Linked DNA regions of Sus scrofa: all the other regions are linked to region 2. A link is a contact called in public Hi-C and targeted proximity ligation data. All regions are on one chromosome and are shown on one strand. The core of a region is the stretch at or near the end of the contact, and the rest is flanking DNA. Distances in the headings are between cores, read along the strand shown. Region 1 overlaps CPQ (carboxypeptidase Q). Region 2 has its middle 110 kb from the start of TSPYL5. Region 3 overlaps CPQ (carboxypeptidase Q). Region 4 overlaps CPQ (carboxypeptidase Q). Region 5 overlaps CPQ (carboxypeptidase Q).

The links. Hi-C and Micro-C count contacts between places; a contact is called where the count stands out from the background.
Region 1: a contact with region 2 is called in a targeted proximity ligation map of alveolar macrophages. A contact is called at or near these places in 1 of 47 Hi-C or Micro-C datasets (liver) and 1 of 2 datasets of targeted methods (alveolar macrophages).
Region 3: a Hi-C map of liver shows a contact between it and region 2, with 4 times the contacts expected there. A contact is called at or near these places in 1 of 5 promoter capture datasets (liver), 6 of 47 Hi-C or Micro-C datasets (embryonic fibroblasts, liver and skeletal muscle) and 1 of 2 datasets of targeted methods (alveolar macrophages).
Region 4: a contact with region 2 is called in a Hi-C map of liver, with 2.1 times the contacts expected there. A contact is called at or near these places in 2 of 47 Hi-C or Micro-C datasets (liver and skeletal muscle) and 1 of 2 datasets of targeted methods (alveolar macrophages).
Region 5: a contact with region 2 is called in a targeted proximity ligation map of alveolar macrophages. A contact is called at or near these places in 1 of 47 Hi-C or Micro-C datasets (embryonic fibroblasts) and 1 of 2 datasets of targeted methods (alveolar macrophages).

The regions. Positions count from the first base shown.
Region 1 is chr4:39,687,595-39,692,868 of Sscrofa11.1, forward strand. The region is part of intron 3 of CPQ (carboxypeptidase Q); the gene reads right to left. Among named protein-coding and RNA genes, the nearest start is that of CPQ, 170 kb to the right of the region's middle.
Region 2 is chr4:39,471,843-39,477,577 of Sscrofa11.1, forward strand. No RefSeq gene overlaps it. Among named protein-coding and RNA genes, the nearest start is that of TSPYL5, 110 kb to the left of the region's middle.
Region 3 is chr4:39,639,065-39,644,843 of Sscrofa11.1, forward strand. It overlaps CPQ (carboxypeptidase Q), which reads right to left. Exons shown (of 8, transcript NM_001243691.1): 4 at 3,853-3,964. Among named protein-coding and RNA genes, the nearest start is that of CPQ, 210 kb to the right of the region's middle.
Region 4 is chr4:39,610,473-39,615,709 of Sscrofa11.1, forward strand. The region is part of intron 5 of CPQ (carboxypeptidase Q); the gene reads right to left. Among named protein-coding and RNA genes, the nearest start is that of CPQ, 240 kb to the right of the region's middle.
Region 5 is chr4:39,660,139-39,665,613 of Sscrofa11.1, forward strand. All of the region lies in intron 3 of CPQ (carboxypeptidase Q), which reads right to left. It overlaps LOC106510014 (a long non-coding RNA gene), which reads left to right and starts at 5,435. Exons shown (of 3, transcript XR_002343196.1): 1 at 5,435-5,475.

The DNA of each region.
Region 1 (5,274 bases), core at 2,522-5,021, 220 kb after region 2:
GTGTAGGCCGGCAGCTGTAGTGCTGATTCAACCCATAGCCTGGGAACCCCCATATGCTGTGGGTGTGGCCCTAAAAAGCAAAAAACAAGACAAAACAAATCAAAGCAAAAAAACCCAACCAGGTCAATATGATTTTATAAATTTTGTAAAGGATTAGTAAAAATCTTTTTAATAGACCCAAAGTAGATGACATTCAAACTCTGACACTTGAAAGTATTAATAACAACAAAAGTCGCTTTATTATTTAATTAATTTAATGGTACCTGGTAAATCAAGCCCATCAAACCAAGCACGCAATAATCAATCACTGTATCTAGTCTGGTTTTATATCCATCTCCTCTTCTCTGAAAGGTGGGTTGAATCAAATATTTCTCTCCCAACGTTCCACACATGGTGTCTGCTTACTAACACACCATAATTAGAGTGAATGGGTGATAAAACAAACTGCATTAGCCATTAGAAGAGTTATGCTACACGGATGTAATCATTTCTTGTGAAAAGAAATCATTGTAGAAGAGCTGTGAAATATTCTTTTCAAATGATAGATAATACATCAAATGGGCATGATTAATGTCAGCGCAGGGAAATTTGCAGTGGTGCTTTCGGTTGCAATATTTTTATTGTCTGCATAAATCTGCTGCAAAGAGGTTGTAGAGAAAAGGGACGCTATATATATTCAGGAAATGAGTAAGTCCAATTCTAAACATAGTGCTGTGTTTCTGCCCATGAAACAGAGTAAGTGCTCACTCCAGTAAACTTTACTGGAAACTGGGAAACTCTTCATGCATTTCTACTGAAGGCAGTTGGGATGCCACAGAGGTTGAAGCAGATGCTTTGGATACCTCACCCCATAGCTCCTGGGCCCACCTCTGGGTTCCCCTGCAGCCTTGGGGAACAGAACCTGTTCATGCCCTTGTTTTCTGCCCAAGAGCTTTCTTGGGCACCAAAAGCCTACTAGGAGGGAATCCTGAAAAAGTCAGGGATTTTATGCCCCCAAAGTAACTTTCAACCAGTGAAGACAAACATCAGTGGATAAACCTCTTGGCTTTCCCATCTTTCAGCGGGACAATTCTGAAGCATGTCTACCAAGTGTCTCAAAAAATCCCAAGCAGGACTGTGTACAGTTGCCTGCAGTAATTACCCACATCTTAGTGCATGAACCTATAATGGTTCTGCTTTTGGAGAATCCAACTACGACTATAGCATCTAACCTTTCATTGTTTTCTTAGACTGACCAGGAAATAACGACGCTTTGAAAATATGCCTTGAATGCACATAGTAGTTACTCAATAAATGATGTTTGGATGTTTAGATAGATGGACAGATGGAAAGATGGAAGGGTAGATGAGTGGGTAGATGGATGTACAAGCAAGTATTACTGGAGACAATAGAAAAAAATAGTAAGATTAAGATTAATACTGGAACCATGGGAGACAACATCTGAAGGAAACAGAGAGAAATAGAAGTTGAAGATGGAGACTGAATGTTCCCATGGACTGGGTTCTAGGATCTAGGTGAGTCATTCTGGTGGAAATGCCACTGCAGGGATGAGAAGGAGATATTTCTTGGGGGACAGCACATTAAAAATGTACTCTCTCCAAACACCCAGACCATGGGTTTAATTGCATAGGTACTGATGATTCAATGACTCAGGTTCATATTTTGCAGTTTCCTTATACTTTGTTGCATCATAATTTTTTTTAAGTTGAAAGTACAGTTTATTAGGCAAACATACTGAGGACCTAAGCCCAAGACACAGCCTCAGATAGCTCTGAGGGACTATTCTGAGGAAGTAAGGGGGGAGCATTTACCTTATGGCATCTCAAGTTGAATTTCTATATATGGGAAGCACTTTCTGTATATGGGAAGATGCAAAAGTTTGGGCTCACTAAAGGTAGTCCTTTGATATGCACCTTGACTACACAGGGCCAGGATCCTGTGTTTTCCATGTTGCATCATAATCGTAACAATTTCAGTTTAATATTAATGTGTTACTTTTAACCTTCAGATTAGAATGCTGATTTCCAGAGAGATGATCTATAAACAAATAAACAAAAAAAATCAAGTGAGGATAATATAGAATCCAAGGGAAGAAAGGCTAAAAGAAAGTCAACCTGGTTGAGTATGCCCTGTGCCACTAAGCTGTTTGGTATGATTTTGATGGAGAAGTCCTGTCCCCACAGCTGAGTCAGGGCTAAGATGCATCCAGTGGCAATAACACCTGGAGATCTTGTCCAAAAGTCTGCAGCCTACTACTTTCTACTTACTTCTGGCCAAAGAAAGATAGGCCTGCTCTGGGAGAGGCTGGGAGAGACAGCACTTTGAACTCCACTATCCCCATAAGGAATTTATTCTCCCTGAGACAGATGGACATGGACTGAGGAGAGGGGTCAATGGTAAGAAGCAGTCTCCATTGCAGAGCCCTGCCACTACTGCAATTGTGAAGGTCAGCTAACTTTATGGGATGTATCATCCAATCGAGCATCAGAGGCCTGTTCTGACCCTGCCTTGGACACTGAGCCCTCTGCACCCCGTGCAGTGGTCTCATCAAGACCAATCACGGACACATTCACCTAAACAAATTGGCTTTTCAAGTGTATTGTGATCTGTGATAAGTATTCACCTAAGAGCCCTTTCTGTACTGGAGATCACTGTAAGGAATTTGGTTAAAATTATTATCGATCAGTAGTATCATTCTATTTAAGCAGAAAAGGATGAAATACATAGAAGCCTTTCAGGCTCGGAGGGACATGGGTTTGAAAGTTGTAATATATTTTTACTTCTTTTTAAACCAAACAAAACCCTATTACATAAGGTCATGAGGAACAGGAAAATAATGGATTATCTCTGCCTCATGTTTCGGCCACTAGTCAGTTTCCAATCCTGTTTGGCAGCTCAGGCTGAGTACATGGAATTCACAGCGGTCTATCCCCTTCCAAAAGGAAAAATAGAAACAAATTAGAGGGTTAATCCTTGCAGTCTGATGAACTCCCACTGTCCGAATCACATGCTGCTGAACAAACAGATTTAAAGGCTCTGTTTGCAAAAAGCATTTTGATTATCACCCAAAGCTGTTTTTTTTTTTTCCTCCAAACCCTCTACTTATGTCATCTTGTAAAACAGACAGTTGGGAAAGTATTAAGGGTTGATCCTGGTTAGGAAGAATGGGTTGTCATAGTTACTGTTTTATAAATATGGGCTCTGGACCAATTCCAATGCTGATCATAGTTAGGAAACATCTTTCTAATTAGATGGCCAGAGAATTAAAGTTACAGACTCTGCTGTCAAACAAGAATAACAAAGGTTTCTTAAATTAAAAAAAAATTAATTTAAAAATATGACGACCAAAATTATTGCTACTCTTAGGAAAGAAATAGGAGCATTTTCCATTTCTGGCAGTAAAATTTTTGGTGAAAAAAATATAAAACACAAAAACTTCTTTTCAATTGGAGCCTAAAAATAATAGGAAAGAAATCCCAAATCAAAGTTGCTACTTGAATGTCCCCTTCCTGCCTAGTTACTTTGTCCCCCAAGATATTTCCATAGAGGAATAAACTGTTACAACTTTAATTATGAATGCCTATGACAATACACTAAGATGGCATAAGACTAGTTCTATCAGATTGCTGACTATATTATTTTGAGGCACGCTTTTTCAAATTTCCATAGGCCTGTTTCTGAGAATGAAGAAGAATGCTGAGAGTTTAACTTGCGGGTGGGGGACGGTGTATTTTCAGCTCAGCAATGATGCAATAATGTAAGCTCACAGAAAGGAGAACCCTCTTGCCTCAAGAGCCAGCTGTGTTCTGTTCAGCCACATCCCTCCATGCCGAGCGCGTTGACCCCTGCCTACTTTAGAAACTGAGATCCAAACCCACGGCTCCTAACAGGTGCTCCACATGAACTTATGGAAGGAATAAACAAGTAAAAAGTTGATCTAAGCACATGGAATGGCTTTCCAAATAAAACACACCAATAGACATGTCGCTATTACGTGCTTCATGTTCAGTGGGACAGTGACAGCAAACTGAAAGGCACTAGATGCTGGAGGCTGAGTCCTAAGTAAAAATACACTCTTTGGATTTGGCAAAGTTTGCTGTTTGCTTCACCCCAGTGTTAGGCAGAAATCCGCAGTCACCCATGGTAACCTGCCAGTGGTAACGTATCAAAACTCTCTTCTACCAAATCTGGTGCCTAAACTACAAAAGAAGAGGCAGGTGCACACGCTACACTCATGGTAACGGGGAGAGAAAAGAGGAGACTGAAATCAAGTAGCCTGGCTTCAAATTCCGCCCGCCCTCTGAGCAGCTCTGTGTTTGTATGGACTCTCTGACCCCAAATGCTTCTTCTGAGAAATGGAGTAAATAATAACACTTATTTTATAGGACTGGGTGAGGTTCAAATGAGGTGTGTGGTAAGTGCTTTATAAACTACAAGGAATAACATAAAATCAGAAAGTCCCAAGTGAATTTTGCTCCTCAGTGCCAAGAGTGTTAGTCTGATGAGGCCACCGTCGCACAATACCACCGAGTAGCTGGCTTCACCAACAGAAATTTATTTTCTCACAGGCTGTGAGGTTAAGGTCAAGGTGCCAGCAGGTCTGGTTCCTCCTGAGGCCAATTTCCTTGGCTTGCGGATGGCCTCCTTCTCTGTCTCTTCACACGACTGTCCCTATGTGAGCAGGCACCCCTGGTGTCTCTCCGTGTGCCCCAAACTCTTCTTATTATAAGACATCAATTAGATTGGGGGTCAAAATCAGGCCTCATTTGAACTTAATCACCCCTTTAAAGGCCCTGTTTCCAAATACAGTCACCTTGTGAGGTACTGGGGTGTAAGGACCTCAATGGCGTCGGGTGGCGGGGAGGGGCAGAATTTAGCCCATGACACCAACTCCATATGTTTTAATAGAAAAATGTGATGAGAGGATGAGATACTGAAACCACACTGAAGGCTGATCTGCTGACTAATTAGCAGAATGCCAGAGTTAAATGATAGCATTTGGAGAGAACAATATATTATAATTGTTAAGAAAACAGGTCCATTACCAAATAACACATTTATTTACACCGATGGCCTCACAACATTAACAGCTAAATGGAGTAGCTAATGAACTTTAGATCATAAGAAATGATTCGTATAGCTGCTCTTTTCCTTGGCTGCTGGAACACAATCTTTCAATTTAACAGGGCTCAGTGAAGAAAAGTACCGCTGCTTTCCGAGACTGCTGAATTTTCTATGCCCAATCCCAATCCCTCCCCAATGTTTCTCACTAAA
Region 2 (5,735 bases), core at 1,124-3,623:
GAAAAGAAAGCTATCAAGTTGGGTGAACCGAGCCATAGAACCCACCAGCCCATGAGTGGACCAGACATGGATTGGAGGAAAATAAAGATGTAGGCACATCAGAAGCTATGCGTTTTTGGAGTTCCCATCGTGGCTCAGTGGTTAATGAATCCGACTAGGAACCATGAGGTTGTGGGTTCGATCCCTCGCCTTGCTCAGTGGGTTAAGGATCCAGCTTTGCCATGAGCTGTGGTGTAGGCTGGTGGTTACAGCTCTGATTCGACTCCTGGCCTGGGAAACTCCATGTGCCGTGGGAGCAGCCCAAGAAATGGCAAAAAGACAAAAAAAAAAAAAAAAAAAAAAAAAAAAGCTATGCATTGTGGTTGGAAGCAAGAAGCCGGAAACGTGGCAACAAAATTGTGTCTTATGAACACCAGACAGAATGGCACAGGAAGACGAAAAAATGGGATCTGTAGCCCCAAATCATATATATATATTAAAAACGCATGCACACAAAACAATAATATATGTTAAATAAAAACACATGTAAATGGAGTGTATCCTAACAACCAGAGTAGAATGGCTGCCTCTGGGGACGAGAGGAGAACACAAGTAGAGAAGATGAAATAAAACATGAGAAATACGATGATGATAATGTACCATGAACTGAAGAGAATAAAAGTCAGTCTTGGGCTCTCAAAAGAGACCGGAGCCCAAGGAGCTCCCTTCCCTAAGAGCGTTTGCTAAAGTTCACCTCTTCCTTTCTCCTTCCACGTGCTGTAGCAGGAACACCAGGTTGCCGCCTCCAGGGTGATCCCACCCCCTTCACTCTTTGATTGGTTCAGGGATGGGCACCTAACTCAAGTTCAGCCAATCAATTCACATCCTTTTATAGACGGCTATAGTGTCCAATAGAGGCATGATAATGGGAGGGTTAAGGGCAAACTGGAGCCAAAGGAGGTTCACGTACTTGTCCCCCACCACTAGCCACGTGACCTTGAGCTAGGTAATCCTCTGAATACCTAGAATTTCTTGTCTGTAAAATGAGAAAATAGAATACCTAACTTATGGGATTGTGTGAAGATTTAATGAGTGAATGGAATGCATGTACAGTGCTTAGAACAGTGCCCCATAGCAGGGCTCAATAAACATTGGCCATGATTGTTTCCTAGGAACTCGGGAATTGGGAGACTAAAGAAAGGGCTTTATCTGGGTAGCTGATCAGTATGCCAAGGAGTAAGTCACTTCCCGTTGTGTGGTGCATCCTCATTATTTTATCCCTCTGGGCATAGATAGATCATTTTATGTAATACTTGTGAGGTGGAAAATGTTGGGAAGTGTGGCTGAGCAGGAAAGAGTTTCCGGTTTAATTCCTGAAGCCTCACTATAGGAAAACCTTGAGTTCACATGATACCTCCTGCCTCCCCCCGACACCCTTTGGGATTTTTTTTTTCTTTTTTCTTTTTCTTTTTTTTTTTTTGTGAAGTTAGTTTAACTGTATTCCTCTCACTTACCTAGGGAATCCCGATCAAGAGGGTCATAGAACACTGAAGACGCCAAAGCTCAGCCTCTTAACTCATTTCCACACATAGTAACTTCCTAACTTTGAGAGTCACTCTCATGTACTGATGACTGAGTTAAAACCTCTCAAAAACAGGTTCAAAATCATATATCCTTTTTATGATTGAGGCCATGATCAAGCCTCAAGTTCACACAAATAGTAACCTAGGAACCTCAGCACACTGGATTTTACACAGAATTTTCTGACGTAACGACACATTTGTGACCGCATGAGCTTTAAATGTGTTGCTAAAAGAATCAGTTCCACCCTCACTCATTTATCTTCATTCTGGTAAAGTTCTATTTACCATTTCCTAATAGAAGGTTTATACAACTGCTTTGAAAATAATCATTTTCAGTTTTTGGAGAAGTTGGTGAAGGCTTTATTGGGAAATCAAACTTTTCTATCAACAGATAAATGATGGATTTAAATTTCCTAGGACAAAAGTACCTGGAAGAGAATGTGAAAGTGTCAGAGGAAGGATGAACAAACAGAAAAGCTTCCCTGACCTTTGAAACTCAGAGAATAGTCAACAAACTGATTTAGGCAATTTCACTGCTTTGAAGGCTTTCAAAGAAGACTGATTCCTGTTTGTTCAGCCACGATTTGGAAGTGCAAAGATCAGGGACATCAAAAGCTTTATCTGAGCTTGTAAATGTGTTTGTGAAATCGCTAATATGCCATGGAGGGATTTCTCAGAGATTTGTATTGTGGCAGTTTTTATCTATGTCAGTTTGGCAGGTGCCATCTGATCGAGTGAGTGGCCCTTCCGGAGTGCCAAACGCCTTCCGAACCCTTCCAGAGAGAAAGGAAAACCAGCCATTTCCTGTGACTGGGAGTCAGAGGTAGCTGAAGGGGTCTGTAATGACTTCCTGAGGATGTTTAGTCAATCACTACTGTGGTTAAAAGCTTTTGCGTGTTACTCCCAAATTCCTCATTTATTCACCCCTCCGCCTTTTCCCACTTGGTTTGTTTTCTGTGTCTGTGACTCTATTTCTATTTTGTAAATAAGTTCATTTGTATCATTTTGAGGGGAGTAACAAATACACACTACCATATATAAAATAGGCGAAGACCTACTGTAGAGCTCAGGGAACGATCCTCAATATTTTGTAATAACCTATGTGGGGGAGTTCCCGTCATGGTTCAGTGGTTAGCGAATCTGACTAGGAACCATGAGGTTGCGGGTTTGATCCCTGGCCTTGCTCAGTGGGTTAAGGATCCGGCGTTGCTGTGAGCTGTGGTGTAGGTTGCAGACGTGGCTCAGATCCTGAGTTGCCGTGGCTCCAGCGTAGGCCGGAGGCTACAGCTCTGATTCGACCCCTAGCCTGGGAACCTCCATATGCTACAGGAGCAGCCCAAGGGAAAAAAAAAATGTAATAACCTATATGGGAAAAGAATCTGAAAGAGAATATATATATATATATTCTCTTGCTATACACCTCAAACTAACACTACATTGTAAATCAACTATATTTTAATAAAAAATAAATTTCAAAATGATCTGGCTTTATATATGATAATAACAAAAAGCTTTCGCCTGAACCTTATAGTGTACACTTCCCAAGTAGCTGTATTAAATCTTCAGAATCTTAAAGATGTTCCCGTGCAATAGGATGTACGACTTCAATAAAGTGTGCCTGGAGGAGTCAGTCCAGGACTGGTAGCGTACTCTACAGGGTCAAGGACTCAAAGTCCTTTCTGTTTGCGTCTCTGCTGGGCGTGCTTCCATCCCCAAGTTCACTTCATGGTCCAAGTCTGCTGCTGCTGCTTCAACCTTCCAACAAGAAAGGGGGTGGGAGGAGACAGGCATGCCTCTCCCTACCCACTCCCCCCTCAGCTCTGGTTAAGGAGACTTCTTGGAAGTTTCTCATGCCACTTCTGGTTACAATCCATTAGCTAGAACTTAGTTGCCTAGCTACATCCTAAAGTGGGGTGGACGATATCATTTAGCTAAGATTTAGGGGGCCTGCTACTATTAACAAACAAACAAACAAAAAAGTTAGAATGGATTTTGAAGGACAATTAGCTACCTCTGCCCCATAATCCTTCAGGACTCAGCTCAAATGTCCCCTCTTTAGAGAGACCGTCTGAGTTCATCCTCTCAATAGCAGACTTTCCTCCCGTTCTATCACAGAACTTGTGATAGAACGATCACAGGTTTTACTTTTTATGGCCTTGCTCCTCCACTAGAACAAAATTCCTTTAGTCTAGAAACCTTAGCTGTCTTACGGCTCACCTCTCTATTCCCAGTGCCTCCCAGTGCCCGGCACCCAGCAGAAACCTCATAACATGCGTGATGAATAAGAAATCATGAATGAGAGCCCTTACAGAGAAAACGTGGCATTGAGGTTAGACATATAAGCTCTGAGGCTGGGCAGCCCTGATTAAAATCTTGCCTCCCTTCTTAGGTAATAATAATGTGACTGTGGGCAAGTGACTGACCTTGTCTAAGTCTTGACTCCTCTACTTGTAAAAATGGAGGGGAAAGCTTATGGTGGGATGGAAAGAATTCCTACATGTGAAGTGCTTCCCTCTCCGCCTATTGGAGAGCAAACACAATAATTTTATACACGAGCATCAAAGTAAGTTTTAGTTGGGTTATTATTGGGATCTATCCAGTCTGAAGACTCAAAGGAGGCTTCTTGGAAGAAGGGGCCTTAGAGATGGACAGGCAGGAGTTAACTAGTCAAGGAAAGCGGTGAGGAAGACTTCATTGGGAGAAGGAAGGACACGTGCAGAGGTCCTGGGGCAGGAGGGAGGATGTCCGAAATACTAGAATGAAAGCCAGTGTGGCCAGGGTGAAGAGAGGAAGAGCAGTATAGACACAGAGATGAGGAAGGAAGACAGGGCTAGAACATGCAGGACTTTCATCGTGTGAACTTGATCCCAAGTGCAAAGAGAAGTTACCAAAGGGCGCCACACAGGCGGATGCCCAATCAGATTGGTAATGCATAATAACATCCTGGCTGCAGTGTATGGAGGGGTTTGTCACATGAGGGTAACTTCTGTGCATGAGACATCTACCGTATTCACACTTTCAAACCCAAGTCTGCCCCACCAAACATTTGGGAGGTTTGGATGAGGAGAGCGGAGGGCAGCAGATCAGTCTGGGGCTGGCTATTCTTGAGCTTCTTGAATGTGAGAAAGTTTTAGATATGCCTAAATATTTAAACACGATAAATGAAAATGAACAAATGGTCAAACTGAATGTGTTCTAACATCCTGTTTTAAAAAATACATACATAATGACTAAAAGTCAAAAAAAAAAATAAAACAACCAGAAATGGTTGAATTTAATGACTCATGCCTGGGTGTTCTGTTATTGGGCCAGTAATGTATGGATGAATAATAAAGACATACATAATTTGCAATTTATTATGCATGTATTCCCAAAACTTTCTTTTTCTTGTCTTCAATTCAGCAAAATTAGGACTTGGGTTTTCATAATCCAGGAAGTCCACTGAAAATAATGTTCTAAAGGACTGAAAAATAAAATGCATTTGTGTTCAAAGTCTAGAAAATTTGAATACATTAAATAAAAGTGTAACTTAAATACAAACAATTAAAAACAATTTGTATATGTTTTCAAAGATGTTATTGTTCTTCTAAAATATTCAAAATTAACTGGTGAAGCCAGGACAAATAGCCAAAAAAAAGAAATAAAAGGCACTCAAATTGGAAAGGAAGAAGTAAAATGATCTCTGTTCACAGATGACATGATCTGGTATAAAACTTTATAAGATTCCACAAACTGTTGGAACAAATGAATTCAGCAAAGTTGCAGGATACGAAAATCAACATATAAAAATCAGCCGCATTTAATAAATTTCTTTTCCTCTTTTTATTATTTTTTCTTATAATAGAATTTCATTTCTTTATATGGAAATTAGAATATGTGTATATATACATATGAGATTGAGCTTTTCCAAGTCTATAGTTTCATTCCTGCCAGCACTGCTATCATAGGACATCAAAAATTGGTCGTGTCAAGTTTCCAATATGTAATACAGCACATTTAGAAAAAACTGGATGTGAACTGGCATACCTACTTTGCAAGTAATTAGCTACCACAAAATAGTTGCTCAGTAAACATCTTAAGTGAAAGTAAATAAATAAAAAAGTCAATAATATGAAACATTTTTAAGATGGCTTGAGCAAGAGTTGTAGTATATGGGTCATCAGTCAATGAAAA
Region 3 (5,779 bases), core at 1,192-3,691, 170 kb after region 2:
TTTGCAAAGCACAGATACCTCTTCTGTTAGATTAACTGAATATGGTTTTAGCTGATGGCTTGGGCAAAAGAGTGAATCTACAATGAGTAGTGAAAGAAGTGAACAAAGGGGAAGAGACGTGAAGGATGACTCTTAGAACAATATTCCTAAATATCAGAAAGTCCCACTGGACCAACACTTCAAATTAACAAGCCCCACTGAGGGACTTTGACATGCATTCTGCATGACATATTGTCCAAGGAACAGCAGCCAAAAGGAGTCTCACTTTTCTTGGAAAAATAGATTGCCATAGAGAGTTCATATGTCACCAACCAAATAGTTTGGGCTCAATGTAATTAAGTAATATAATTATGAACCCATTTTGTGGCCTCTAGCCCAAAGTCCTATTTCTTACTCAAGTATGTCAGAAGTTTCATCTAGAATGCATATGTCTATGTCAGATCTAGTTTTTCATATTAAAACACATGGACAATCTACAAAAAGAACTTGACAATCTAATTCTAATTTTAAAATTAAAGAGTAAGACTTAGTGAGTGCAATCGCAGGATATGAGGTATCTCGTGGGTTCTGTGCATTCAGCGTAAGTAGGAAGTGGAAGCAGGAAGTGTGCACTTAGCGAGTAGGAAGTGGAAGCAGGAAGTGACCAGGAGAAATTCAGACTCTTACAAATTTAGTATGAAAGTGGAAAACAAGTGAAGGAGGTCAGTGGATTTCCATCATACAAGGGGTGGTGACTTAAATAATAAAGGGAAAGGATATATAGGGATATCATAGCAGCTGGCCCTGGAGTTATATCAGTACAACTAATACATTGAGTTAGAAGGCAAAGCAATCACTAAGTGGGTGGGAGTTAAAAATATAGATGTATTATATATATAATATATATTATATACACACATTTCATATATATACATACATATATAATACATATAATCCTCTCCTACATAAAAAATATGGTACTGTCAGAGTCATGCTTAGTAAATGACAAAAGTTAAAATTTATGGAGTATTAGGATTGGGTTAGGCACTGTTTTAATTATTAAGGGAATTGATTATTTAATTTTCAAATCAACATTATGAGATAGGAACTATTATTACCTCCAATTCACAGATGAGAAAACAGCCACAAAAAGGCAAAGTAACCTGCTTAAGACCACCTGCTACTAAATTGCAGAGCTGGGATTTGAACCCAGACAGTCTGGTTTCAGAGGTTTTGTTTTGCTTTTTTTTTTTTTTACAGTATGCCATGCTGCCTCTTAACACCTACTCAAAAGAAATATTCCTCTTTATTTTAGAGTTTTATTCATGTTTATATAGCTTTTCAGAACGCTATCGGAGAGTTAAGCCCTGAATTGATGGAGACAGATTACTAGCTATCAAAAGCAACTGAAGTCAATGTACTTTCAGAGCTGGAAAAAGATACTCAATTCACCTTTGCATGCTGTTTGACATTTACTCATGCAATTGAATTCAACTCAATTAACAGTGATTTAGGGTCCCATGCTGAGTACTAAAGAAGTAAGATTCCAAGCCTAGAGAGGCACAATTTTTATTCCAATCTAGAGTGGATAAAATACTCTGGAAGCTAGCAGTTGAACAGAAATGGAGAAAACAAAGTCCAGGGAGTTCAAATGACCTTCCAGGGGCCAAAAAAGTAATTTGTGGCATAGAATGACCTAAAAATCCCACTGAGATGGGTCCAGCTCTCCTTTTACACTACCACTCTGCCTGCAGTCAAGCTGGTGGGAACCCATTAAAATAAAATTAACTTTCAAATAAATATCTGTGTCCTAGGAAGAGGAAAATGGTACCTGCCTGCTTCATCTCTAGGGCCCACTTCATTCTGGAATGAAGTTATGACAGAGAGAACAGATAGCCACAGGAATACTTTTTTTAAAGGGAGAGGAGGAAAGAATTCACATACAGAGTCTCCCAGATCTTCCCTGAAGGACTGAGTGTTTTTCGGTTTTATTTGGTGGACAATGGCTCTCGTGCAAACCTTACCCAATTCTACAAGCAGACTTGTTATCATGCCTTTAGTAATAACTATGTGTGTAGGTACATATGTACGTCTCCAACTATATTCTCAGTCTAAGGGCCTGAAGAACAGAGGACATGCTTCTGTACACCCAGCTTTTAAAAGCGCTTTCAAATAGTAGCTGTTCAGTATGGTACTGATGCTAAACTTGCAAGGATAGACAAGGTAAGGCTTCCCATTAGTTTGTCTTATTTTCTTACAAAGTGACCCTAAATTCAGGTTTCTCCGAGATTTTTCTTAGTTTGCTTTTGTGGGGCAATTTTACATGCTACCCTCTCCACCCACCACCTGCCAGGGGACATTCGGTAATGTCTGGAGACATTTTTGGTTGTCACAACCGGGAGGGGGCGGGGGAATGGTGCTCCTGGCATCTAGTAGGTACAGGTCATGGATGCTGCTAAACAGCTTCCAATGCAAGGGACAGATTTCACAACAAAGGATTATCTGGCCCAAATGTCAAGTAATGCCAAAGCTGAGAGACACTGGCCTATTTAGAAGTTAAAAAAAAAAAAATGCATAACCACCTTTCCATTTCTCCATGTTTAAAACACTAGCGGAGTTCCTGTCGTGGCGCAGTGGTTGATGAATCCGACTAGGAACCACGAGGTTGTGGGTTTGATCCCTGGCCTTGCTCAGTGGGTTAAGGATCTGGCGTTGCCGCAAGCTGTGGTGTAGGTCGCAGACTTGGCTCGGATCCTGTGTTGCCGTGGCTCTGGTGTAGGCTGGCGGCTACAGCTCCAATTCAACCCCTAGCATGGGAACCTCCGTATGCCGCGGGAAGTGGCCCTAGAAAAGGCAAAAAGACTAAATAAATAAATAAATAAAACACTAGTAAGATATGAATAAAAATGATGCTCTAAAGATTTGCCCCAAGACAATTTCAGCCGTCTACTGTTCAGAGAAACAATTATTTAAAGGGCTGATTTAGGATTAGAAAGGTTCATTAGAAGTCAAAGGAAAAGCATGAATTTAAACGCATGTGTACTTAAGGAAGCAGTGTAAACCTTTCACTAAAGGGAAGGTTCTGATCTTTACTACACTGGAAACTGAGGTTACTCTACAGTTACAATTTAAAATATTCCGTTGAGGAGGCAGGTTCAAAACCACCACTGGTCTGTTCAGACGTGGAACTCTCATTTCAGGTTGTTTCGTTATTTCCCATCTCACTCAAAATCCACCTTTCGACCAGCACACAAAGAGGAAAGGTATGGGGTTTTTTTGTTGGCAATAGGATCATCAGAATAAACTGCTTTCCCAAATAGCCCTTCCTTCTCATGGCTGTCCATCTTTCTTTCCCACGTCTAGGTTAACCTGGAAGGTTCCATTTTTCATCCTAGCTTCCTTATCGCAGCCAAAGGAATCATTCCTCCAGGACTGCTTTGCTCTCCTTGACTTCCGTCATGGAAAGACGACAGCAGCAAAGCTATGCTAACAGCTTGAAGATGTCTGGAAAGATAAACAAGGACAAGGAAGCGGGGGAGCTGCTGATTTTTCTTTGCACTTGGTTATGACTTTCTTACAAAGTCTCCAGCTGATGCGGTTGCATTTGCTACAGTTTTATTTGCTTGTTCATTTTCCCTAGTGGCTGATCATCTTTGCTACTTTGGATATCCAGCAGACACTTGAATAAAATTTTCTTTCTTTAAGGGGACAAATGAGTTCTTTTCTGAGAATCAACTGACAAAAAACACACCGGCCTCAAAAGGACCTTTGAACATTCCACAGTAACTAATCTGTTGAGTATTGTGTGTGTTGAGTTAAACATGTCACCACTGCCACCCTCACACATTGGTTAACGACTTTCTAAATATTTACCAAGATCTTTAATAAGCGAGAGTGCTTCCCATGATATAAAGGCTCCACCACCATCATCCATGGCACCCTGCCCGACGTCCCAGCTGTCCAGATGTCCACTGACCAGTACGACCTAGAACAAATAATAAAAAGAGGGAAAAAAAAGCTAAGCAGAAATGACATCAAAGAAGAGGCATTCATAGGCACTCCAAATACAGAAATGAAGCTTTTATATTTTCTTTTCTATTTTTATGTCTTAAAAGATCTATATCATTAGTAGCATAAACATGGTACACAGGCATTTACATAAAGGGTATAAGATCATTGTAATAGTAATAAAATATCCCACCTTGTCCCTCTCTTTATTAATATAATTTTAGGTCCTAAAGAAAAATGGTTTATTACTGATGGATGTTTGACAACGTCATTAGAGTGCTTAAAACCTAAATGACATAAAAATGGATCTCAAAATCTTAACCATATTCTCAACTGTCTCAAATTCCAGCAGACAAATAATAAACATGTGTTAAATTGCATTCAAGTGAAAAAGTGAGAACGGTAATTAATTTTTTTTAATTATTGTGCTTTTTCAAGGAGACTAAATTTTATAGACATCTTTTAAACAAAGTAAAAACCAAGTAAAATGATGCTGGGTTAACAGGTTATCCACATTGAAAGTATGTCTCTTGATCTCTAGATAATGCAATATATAAATATCAAGTCACATAAATTGCAAATTTAAATAAAGATGTTAGAGGAAATCTTAGAACAGCTCTGTCACTGGCAATAGGCAAAGGTTTCTTAAACTGGGCACAAAAAGTGCAAGCTATAAAAGAAAAGAATAATAAATTGGACTTTTAAAATATTAGGAATACTTGTTCATCAAAAGACTCCACTGAGGAGTGAAAAGGCAACTCACAGAGGAGGAGAAAATATTTATAATATTTATATTCAGTGAAGGTCCCACAGCCAGATTATGTAAAGAACTCCTATGAAACAGTAATGAAAAGAGAGTCCAGTGATAGACAAATGGGCAAAAGACTTGAAAAGACAATTCACAAAAACAGATACACAAATCACTAGTAATCATACTAAAAGTTGCTCAGATTCATTACCATCAAGGAAATATAAATGAAACCCCATTCAGTGCATATCCATTGGAATAACGAAATGGAAAAAGACACAAAATATTGGTGAGGAGATGGAGCACCGAGAGTACTCAAACATTGAGTGTGAGTATAAATACTTACAATCACCCTGGAAATAGCTTAGCTGCTAAATCTGAACACATACACACCCCGGGACCCAGCAATTCTCCTCCCAGCTACACACCAACAGGAATGGATGTGTGCGGCTGCTTTCACCAGAAAGGATGTACCAGAACATTCAAGGACTATTCGTAATAGCATCAATCCCGCCCCTGCCCCGCCCCAAGAAAACTATTCAAATACCTGTCAGCAACAGAATAACAATGTATTGTACTGACCCCTGGAACATTACACAGCAGTGGGGATGAAGAAACATGATAAATGCATGAATCTCATGAACATAGCGAAGAATCAAAGCCAGACAGAAAATAATACATTATGTATAATTCCACTTACATAAAATATCAAAACAAGCAAAACAGGAGAATGGTCGACCATGGTAAGGAAGGGCATGATTTCTAGATAATGCAATATATAAATATCAAGTCACATAAATTACAAATTTAAATAAAGGAAGAGGGCACAGTCGAGAAGAGGGCGCTGGTCATGCTCTGCTTCTTGACCTGAGTACTGGTTATGCAGGTGCCCTTGGTTTGCAAAAGCTCATCTCATCACACACTTAGGATCTGTGCATGTTCTCTGAGAATATTACACTTCCATAAAAAGTTTTGTTTTTTTTTTAAAGTTAGATAGGTCGATGTCTACATAGGCAGTACGCAAACCAAAGCTGAGCAAGTCTT
Region 4 (5,237 bases), core at 1,384-3,883, 140 kb after region 2:
GTCAACACTAAGTCCTATTGGAAAACAAAAACTCACAAGCACAGTATAAGGGCTCTAAGTATTCAGAAAAAAAGTGTTGTTTTTTTTTAAGCATCAAAGTTTCACTGTTTCTACAGAGGGAGATTATAGCAGAAGGAGAGTCACAGTTGCATTCAGGGAGATCTGGAGGGAGGGCAGAAAGCTGATCGAGGAGGGGACTGGTGGAGAGTGACTCCATCCTAGTGAAAAGTATTTACAGCTCCACTGCTGCTGTGTTAGAGACAGCTGGTCAGCTGTGCAGGGGGTGAGGCTGGCGGAGAGAGGAGAGCAGGATTTACCGGGTATTAACCACAGTGCCAGACACCGTGCTAAGTTCTTGCCAGACATTATCTCACTTAATTTTCACAGCAGTGCTATGGTACCTGGGAGTATTATAATCCCTGAGGCTGATAGCCTCAAGTTACAGCTAAGAAACAAAGGCTCAAAGAACGTAACTGCCTTGCACTGGGTCGCAGAGCTGCTAAGTGCTAGAGGCTGGATATGAACCCATTGTCTGTGCCTTGTCAACTGGACCACCCCGATCAAGACTCTCTCTTATTTTGAGACTGTTTTCTGACATATGAAAGACAGAAATAATTCAGGACAAATACTAAAGGCAAAGATGGGTCACTGGGGCCTGAACTTCAAGGTCATGAGGAAATAACTGAGCTGCTCTCTGGTGTGTGTTTCACTGAGTCGGCCACGCACGGAGTCAGCAGTGTTAAGTCACAGGTATCATTGCCCTGGAGGACCAGGCCTGTTTTCACATCTTCCTAGTGACTTCTACGAGGTCCCCACCTTCTAACCTCTCCTCAAGTTTCCAGGGCAACCTTCCTCAGAATAACAGGTTTGAGATACACAGAAAGTGTGGGGAAGGAAAGAGGCTGGACAAAGGCAGACACAAAGCATAACAGCAAGTCAAAGAGCACCAGCCCATTGCTTGCAGGAATCACTGAAATGGCACAAATCATATTGTCAGCTGCAGGCTCTGAGCCACTACTGTGCCTATTCTCTCCCTATGCACTACACACGGTGCTCTGAGAAAAGTGCTCAACATTCATTATAACTTAGCAGGGCTTGGTTTAATGCATGGATGAGCAAATGCATGGACAAAAGAACAAGAGAAAGAAGAAAACTAATCAAGAATTAAGAAAATCCAGAAAGCAAAATGACTAGGACACAGTGATATAGAGATGACATAGACATTCTCAAGTCCCATTGCAAGAGACAAAAAACAGATGGTAACCTGTGTTTCTTTCTAAAGAATACACAGAATAAAGAACATCCTTTTTCCCCCCCAGGAGTTAAAAAATTCCTTAAATAAAAACTGATGACTATAAATAGCACTGTCACAAACCCAAGATGCTCTTGGGTTACTCCGAACCTCCCAGCCCCTCCTGCCAACACCAAACCACACTCAGTCCTAAGATCCTGCATCCATCCTCTATGACAAGGAAGAATCAGATGTGACATGGAGGAGATGAGGTGGAAAGTGTCTGGACCAAGCAGAGAGAATGCTGGAATTTGTCAGAGACTCCAAGAATCCATAGATGCAGGTGTCCACCTGGCCTGGTTCTCTGAGGCCTCAGAAGGTGCATCGTGGTTGCTAAGGACCAGAACAGAGTCTGTGCAGATGGAGGGCAAGTGCTCAGGGGCTAATCTTTGGGGCCCAAGCAGCAGGCCATGTGAGGTTGCCAGGGCACGGGGGCTAGGAGGCTTCTGGCTGGACAGTAAAGAGATGTTGTGCACAGGGTTGGATGGGGTCCAAAGCCAGGGCTGCTGCTCAGACCTGAGAGCCAACCAGGTCAGCAAAGTGACATAGTGAATCCATTACAAGGATGTAACGTACAGCCCAGAGCATAGAGTCAATATTTCATAATAACTTTGTATGGACCGTATTCGAGAAATCTATCATATTACCATGCTGCCCACCTGAAACAGAAACCAGACAGACTTCTGCAGTGTCATGCTGACCCTGATGTGGACAGAAGAACACTAACCAGAGAATAGAGACGTTTGCTAATGAGGTTATGTAAGGAAAGCTAGCATTTCCTGAGTGCCTACTATTCTGTGCTAAGGCAGTCTGCTAAGCACTTCAGGTGCTTTAGTTCCTTTCACTGTTCTCCACTGATCCTCACAGTAACATAAGGCTGCAGGTATTATTAGTTTCCTATTTTACAGATCAGGAAACTGAGGTTTAGGGAAGTGCATGAAGCAACTCGCTCATGGTCACATATATAACAATAGCAGAAGCAGAACTTGAATCCAGGCCCAGAGCCCACAGTTTAAGCCTGCTTGTGGGCCCCTCAGCGAGCCCACGGGGCCGGGGGGGCTGACTCACGTGGGGATTAAGGAAGCAGCACAGGCATCTGATGAAGATGATGACATGATATCATCAGACAAACACTGATAAGACCCCAAGAAGAATAATATGCTCTCAGCCAGTCACGAAACTGAAAAGTGAGGAAGCCAGTCCAGGAGAAGAGCCACGCTCTTGGCACTAGGACCATGCTGGCAGCAACTTGCAGGTACATTTGTACACATTTGTACAGGCTGACTGTCTAGAATGTCCAAGCATAAATCAACACAGTATTACAGAGTTGACCGGGCTATCGATCTCAGCTTCCCAGTTCTTCTTGGCCTGACTCACTATCATGTTGCTTAAAGCTATTTCTGGGTACTGGGGAATCCATGGCACAAAGCATCAAATTGTTCTGGGCAACTAACTTTGTCTTTAGAGTCTTCAGATGACAACTGGCAATAAAGAGGTTTTAAAAAAATATCCACATGCCAGGTCATCTCCTGAAGGCCTGGACCCCACAAGGACCTAAGGAGGGAGGATGGTTCATTACCCACCACCCAGCCACCCAGGCGTTCAAGGGCACTGTGTGATAACCATGCTGATTTATTCCATTTTTCAGCCTTGAACCTGGGGTACTTTGAGTCAGCTGCCTAATCTAAGCCAGAGTCTTACTGTTCCAGCATTTAACTCACAGCACCAAAGCAAATCTCTCTGTACCAAACAGACCACGGGCATTAGATGGTAAATAAACAAGACTCATTCCAGTGTTGCGCAGCCCACGTCTTTATACTATTAAAACTTGCTTCATCCCCCTGAGGTTCCCGAAGAAGAAAGACAGCCTGTTCTTTATTACAAGCAATAACAATTTCTCTTCCCATCTAGAAAACGCATGTCATTGCCCAGAATGAAGGTTCCCTCAAGAATTAGATCACCTTAGACTGAAAAGCATAACTGTGTTCTGGCTGCCTGAGAAATCTCAATCCACTTTGAAAACAGATACGCATTTGTCATTTTCGACATGGTTCTCTGCTTGGGCTTTTGAGCAAGTAAAGGATTTTTTTCTAAGCACAGCGAGGACTCCGATTTTGGTATGCTAATCATTATCTTCCATTACCAGGCTACAGACACTGTCAGTTTTGAAAACAGCCTCTCTATGGAAAATAAAATATGAGTCAGGAGGCAAGCAAGTTCTCGGTGGCATCCATGTGTCATTTTATTCTCGGCACCACCTGTGGCATTTCTGCAAGGGCGGGGGGGGGGACCCGCTTTCATCAGCTGCCAGTGGGAAGACACTAGCTCTGAAAAAATTTTTTGGCTGAAAAAATACTACACAGTTTTGGTCAAAACAGTCAGATGCCCAAAATTAAGCCACACAGAAAACTGTTGTGTAAAAGTCCAAATGAAGTAGAAAATTCTGTCTCTCCTTATCCGAGTCCCATCATTCCAGAACCAGCTGTTACAGACATCTGTATACTTGGGGTGCATCTGGTGTTCTACCAAAGAAACTCTTCAAACAAACTTTGTTGGCAGGGGAGGAAGAATCAGGATGGGGAGCAGGAATGTGCTTTTTAATGACCAAGGCTGAATACACTTTCCTCTGGTTTTCTTTTATGTTTCTTCATAAAGCATTTTTCATGCTTTCCTGCTACTTTGCAGTGGCGCTTTTTTTTTTTTTTCTAATAGACTTAGGTTGCCAAATGAAGAAAGCATCTCTGCCCCCATGTTCTCTTTTTAGTTGAAAGACAAGTTTCAACTATTCCACGCAGGGGAATGAGCCAGCAACCTGCCACTGAAGTCAGGTAACAAAAGGCTCCCTTCAGAGCCTGTCAGTTTCCAGGCCTGGCTGCTCTGCCAGCAGATAAGTCCGTTGCCTGCACACCTGGGTCTTCCTGGGCTGCCAGCATCGCACATCAGGGATCCAGCCACCATATTTACATTTTAATAAGTATTTTGTTCTTATTACTTTTTCTTGTTTGTTCCCAGGGGTTCTAAGAAAGGGAGAGAAATAATCGTAACCAACTCATATGGGGTAGAAGCAACTACATTTGGCTGAGCTGCAATTTGGTCTAAGGAATCAGAGCTGGGATTCTGCAAGCAGGACAAATATTTAAAAGGCGACAACTGTACTTTGCCTCAGTTTCATTGTCCTTGCGGTTCTTGGTACACAGAATCATTCCTGCCATCCTATTAACTGACCCTAACAGGTGTCGTAGAGTAACAGATCCCCCTGCAAGAGGGTCTGCTGGATTCAAGCTCCTGACACCTTTTTTGGGATCAGTTTGGGGAAACCTAAGGAACAGCAGGACTTGTGTACAGGAGGGTTCAGAAAAAGCAACTCCGCTTTTAGATGCTTTTACTCCTATTCAGTGTTACTTCTAGCCCTGTGCAAGCAGGAACCGTTTTCTTGGTTTCAAAACTGCTTCTTCACTTTTATTAAAATTCTGAGAGCCTCTTCCTGACAGCTTCAAATAACCCCTCAAAATCCCACAGGTACAAGGATTTCAGACCAGCTGACAGACTCTGTTAGAGCATCGTGGGGCTTATTTAGACTTTGCTTCCCTCACCATACATTTTTGGGGAAAGTATTCAGGATTCAAACTGCAGAGGGTACCTGGGATATTGGTGGTTACTGTCAGCACATTTTATGGAACATCTCAAGTAGGCATGGAGTTCCTGATGCGGCGCAGCAGAAACGAATCCAACTAGTATCCATTGGGATGCAGGTTTGATCCCTGGCCTCACTCAGTGGGCTAAGGATCTGGCGTTGCCCTGAGCTGTGGTGTAGTGTGTAGATTCGGCTTGGATCCTGCATTGCTGTGGCTGTGGTGTAGGCCGGCAGCTCTAGCTCTGATTCGACCCCTAGCCTGGGAACGTCCATATGCCACAGTGTGGCCCTACAAAGACAAAAGATAAATAA
Region 5 (5,475 bases), core at 808-3,307, 190 kb after region 2:
TAAAAATGAAATATTGGAAAAAGAATATAACAATATAATGCCTTCTAAAATTGCACCCCCCAAAAATTGAATACCCAGGAATAAACCTGACTAAGGATGTGAAAGACTTATATGCTAAGAACTATAAAACACTAATCAAGGAAACTAAAGAGGATTCAAAGAAATGGAAAGATATTCCATGCTCCTGGATTGGATGAATATAGTTAAAATGGCCATACTACCCAAAGCAATCTACAGAGTCAATGCAATCCCTATCAAATTACCCATGACTTTTTTCACAGAACTGGAACAAAAAATCCAAAAATCTATATGGAACCATAAAAGACCCAGAATTGCCAAAATAATCCTGAGGAGGAAAAATGTAGGAAGCATAATTCTCCCTGACTTTGGATAATATTATAAAGTTACAGTCATCAAGACTACTGGTACTGGTACCAAAACAGACATACAGACCAATGGAACAGAACAGAGAACCTAGAAATAAATCCAGACACCTATGGCCAATTAAGCTTCAACAAAGAAGGCAAGAATATAAAATGGGAAAAAGATACTCTCTTCAGCAAGTGGTGCAGGCAAAACTGGACAGCTGCATGTAAATCAGTGAAAATAAAACACACCCTCACACCATACACAAAAATAAACTCAATATGGCTTAAAGACTTAAACATAAGACAAGACACCATAAAACTCCTAGAGGAGAACATAGACAAAACATTCTCTGACATCATCCCCCATACAAATGCTTCCTTAGGTCAATCTCCCAAGGCAACAGAAATAAAAACAAAAATAAACAAATGGGACCTACTCAAACTTACACACTTTTGCACAGCAAAGGAAACCATAAAAAAACACAAAAAGACAACCTACGGTATGAGATAAAATACTTTCAAATGATGCACAGACAAGGGCTTAATCTCTGAAATATACAAACAACTTACACAACTCAACAACAAAAAAAACCAACAACCCAATTGAAAAATGGGCAAAAGACCTGAATAGACATTTCTCCAAAGAAGGCATACTGATGGCCAACAGACACATGACACATGAAAAAATGCTCAACATCACTAATTATTAGAGAAATGCAAATCAAAACTACTATGAGGTACCACCTCACACAGGTCAAAATGGCCATCATTAACAAATCAACAAATAAAAAGTGCTGGAGAGGGTGTGGAGAAAAGGGTACGCTCCATGACTGCTGGTGGGAATGTAAATTGGTACAACTAGTGTGGAACACAGTATGGAGGTACCTCAGAAAACTAAATATAGAACTACCATATGATCCAGCAATCCCACTCCTGGGCATATACCCAGATAAAACTTTCACTGAAAAAGATACATGCACCCCTATGTTCTAGCAGCACTATTCACAGTAGCCAAGACATGGAAACAACCTAAATGTCCATCAATGGATGAATGGATTAAGAAGATGTGGTATATATACACAATGGAATACTACTTAGCCATAAAAAACAAAATGCCATTTGCAGCAACATGGATGGAACCAGAGACTCTCATACTAAGTGAAGTAAGTCAGAAAGAGAAAGAAATATACCATATAATATCACATATCTGGAATCTAATACATGGCACAAATGAACTTATCTTCAGAAAGGAAACAAACTCATAGACTTTGAGAACAGACTTGTGGTTGCCAAGGGGGAGAGAGAGGGGGAGGGAGTTGGATGGACAGGGAGTTTGGGCTTAATAAACGCCAAATATTGAATTGGAGTGGATAAAAATGAGATCCTGCTGTATAGCACAGGGAACTAAGCCACTTGTGATAGAATATGATGGAGGATAGTGAGAAAAAGAATGTGTGTGTGTGTGTGTGTGTGTGTGTGTGTATACACATAAAATATATAGTTAGGTCACTTTGTTGTACAGCAGAAATTGGCAGAACATTATAAATTAAGTATGATAAAAAAATTTTTTTAAAGTTTCCCATTCCTGACTCATTGTACTTCTAATGGGGAGAGGACAGAAGCCTGCCTTCCATCCCCATCCCTGGGCTGAGAAACACACTATTGTTGTGGTCTGTGCACATGAATCAGAAGAAGAATTTCTTCACCCAAAGCAGGGTGAAGAGAAAGAAGAGTTTCTTGAGCTAAGAGATGCTGCTTGTGCAGGAGGATGACTTTCTGATGGGAAGGGAGAGCAGACCCAGGGCATGTGGTCCTGTCTGTTTTTATAGCCCAGGAGAGACGAGAGGTCTTATGATACATCTGCTGACCTCCTGATTGGCTGGGAAAAGATAGGCTCTTCCTATCCACTTGCTGGTTAGTTGGGGGTGTACATTGCCCCTATAGGGGAGGACTGAGGAGTGGGCCACATACTTTTCCTAGTAGGGGGCAAGAAGAGGAGGCCAGGTTGCCAAGGTTGGGGAAGGGACATTACAATGCTTGGTCAGAGGCTTTGAATTTCATCTCCTTGAAGAGGCCTTGAGGCCCCACAACTACCTCTCTTAGTGGCATTTACTTCCTTCACATGTGTTCTCCCAAGACTTGAAATATGGTAGAGAATCAACAAATCTACAGTTGATTTGTTTTTATTTAGTAACAAAACTTGACTCAGAATCAAGCTAGTTCAGTTCCTTAAGATATTCATTTTTGTGATCATAACACAATAAAAACAAATTTCCAATTAATTCCTTTGACTTTTACAATTTAGTCACATAAACCCATGAAAGACATTTACTCTCAGAGTTCCCTGGTGGTCTAGTGGTTAAAGATTTGGTGTTTTCATTGCTGTGGCTCGGGTTGGTGCTTTGGCTCGGGTTCAGTCTCTGACCCAGGAACCTCCGCATGTTTATTCTCTACTAAATATGATGTAACTCCCTTTCTCTCAAATGATGAGTATAAACAACCAACACATTAAAAAAAGATTAACCTTCTGAACTCTTTGAAGGTCAGAACCATAGAGAGCTATAGGTAAGAAATTAGGACCAGAAATAAAATCACATCTCAAAGTAAATCATGAGACTTTAACATGGCACAGCAAATTCACATCTTCATGAGCCTCCTCTGTTCCAAACATGTGGCAATTAGAGATGAAATATAAACAGGGAGAACCAAAAGGTTGTAATTTGGCTCCAAAAAACCAGATAAACATCCCTGTGGACTAGAAATGGATTAGAATCACAAGGCAATGAGTAGATCTGAAGCCAGGGCTGCAGGGCGCCAGATGAGGAAGCCAGCCATGATTGCTGGGCACTCTGTTCCTATACGGAGACAGAATTTAAAGTTCAGAATTTAAAATTCACTTCACTGGAGATAGGAGAATCTAAGCCAGACTAACTGTATGAAAGCGAGCAAGAGGGTGGAGCTCAAGAGAGGTGGCTGGAAACAAAAGGAACATGCCAGGAGGTAAAGCTTTATGAAACATTTGAGCCTGTGCAGGAGAACTGGACAAAGACACGAATCTGAACGAGGCACTGAATCAAGCCTCCCACTAGCTTCGTTAACAGAATACACGATCCTCGTTATCACCATTAGCAAGGGTGGCTGATACAGTAAAACCTAGTTCTGGGCTGGCAATGTCACGGGGCAGGTGAAAGCAATCAAAACCTCGGAATGGGGGTGGGCAGGAAGAAAGAAATGAACCCAGAGGGAGAGAAGGCAATACAAACAATAATACAAGCTGAATTTATTTTCTTTTATTTCATTTCAGTTCAGTTCAGTTTTTTTAGGGCATGGCACATGGAGGTTCCCAGGCTAGGAGTCAAATCAGAGCCATAGCTGCTGGCCACAGCCACAGCCATAGCAATTTGGGATATGAGCCATGTCTGCAACCTACACCACAGCTCACAGCAATGCTCGATCCTTAACCCACTGAGCAGGGCCAGGGATCGAACCTGCATCCTCATGGATACTAGTTGGGTTCATTACTGCTGAGCCACAAGAGGAACTCCCCAAGCTGAATTTTAAAACTTCCTACTCAGAATGAGTCAGCAAACCCAAGTTCCAAAATACTTGGAGGAATATAGTGCTAAAAATGTCCATGAAATCAACAACTGAAATAAAATCTCCATTGCAGATTGAATTAATTTATGGAAAGACTGTATAACAATTTTTAAAAATTATACTTAGGTGCCCAAAGGACTAATTTTCTAGAAAAAGAAAAATCACCAAAATTGACTCAAGAAGAAGTAGAAAACCTGGAAATATCAATAAGCCTTAGGAAATCCAATCAAAAAATCAAAGTACTCTCCTTCTCTCTCACACACACCAAGCCACCAGACTCCAGAGGTTTTATAAGTGAGTTTCACCCAATTAAAACGAATAGAACATCCTCAAATGTAGCCAAATGATTTATCAAGCTTTTTCACTGATAACCAAAACCAGGACAGTAAAATAAATTTAGACCAAATTTTTTTGTGAATACAATCCAAAATTATTAAACAAATTATTAAACATGGTTCAAAACTTCCTCCTTTTTTTGTCTTTTATTTTAAACTTCCTCATCCAATTAAAATTTTTATTTTATTTTATTTTATTTTATTTTTTTGTCTCTCTGGGGCTGCACTCGCGGCATATGGAGGTTCCCAGGCTAGGGGTCGAATCAGAGCTGTAGCCGCCAGCCTACTCCAGAGACACAGCAATGCGGGATCTGAGCCACGTCTTTGACCTACACCACGGCTCACGGCAACACCAGATCCTTAACCCACTGAGCGAGGCCAGGGATCAAACCCACAACCTCATGGTTCCTAGTCGGATTTGTTAACCTCTGAGCCATGATGGGAACTCCCCTCCTCCAATTTTAATAGGTAAAATGAGAAAATAGACTATAAAGCTTTGGTCCAAAATGTGAAATAGATAAGTTGGTGATTCTCTAAGAAAAAATAAAATCCATACTAATTCTGTTTATACACATGGAAGGTTCTGTAGATTTGTTCACACAGATATGGCATCTGGAATGGTCAATTCCAGGTTGTTGCCTAAAGATTAAAGAATTATGCTGAGCAGAAAATGAGCACACTAATTCATTTACTCCTGCTTCACTACCCACATCTGTAAAGCCTAGTAGCACGGTCCCCTAGCACCACAGTTTACTTATCTTTATTTTATATATACACTATTTTAGTTCGTGAAATATTCAACAATGTAAAAATACCCTAGAGCAACAATAACCAAACAGAAATACAGGACTGTGTTCCATTCTGCCTTCTGTACCAGATAGGAGCCCTGAAGCACTAAGGGTCTGCCCTGCCCGATGGCTTCTTAGGAAATGAGGCTTCGGCATAGACTTGTTAGCACTCATGCCATGTGTCAAAAGAAACCAGCCCTGCTTCCATGGTTACAAGTAATTATATCAGGATCAGCTCCTAAAGTAACACAGGTAATCCAGACAGGAGAGAAGCACACCTTTGACCTGGGTTTGCTCCAAAACCTACTCAAGAGAGGTGAGTTGCCTTGGATGGTGATAAGCTAGGGGGACACAGAGAGAGGGACAAGGGAGGGAGGGTCTCCTGCA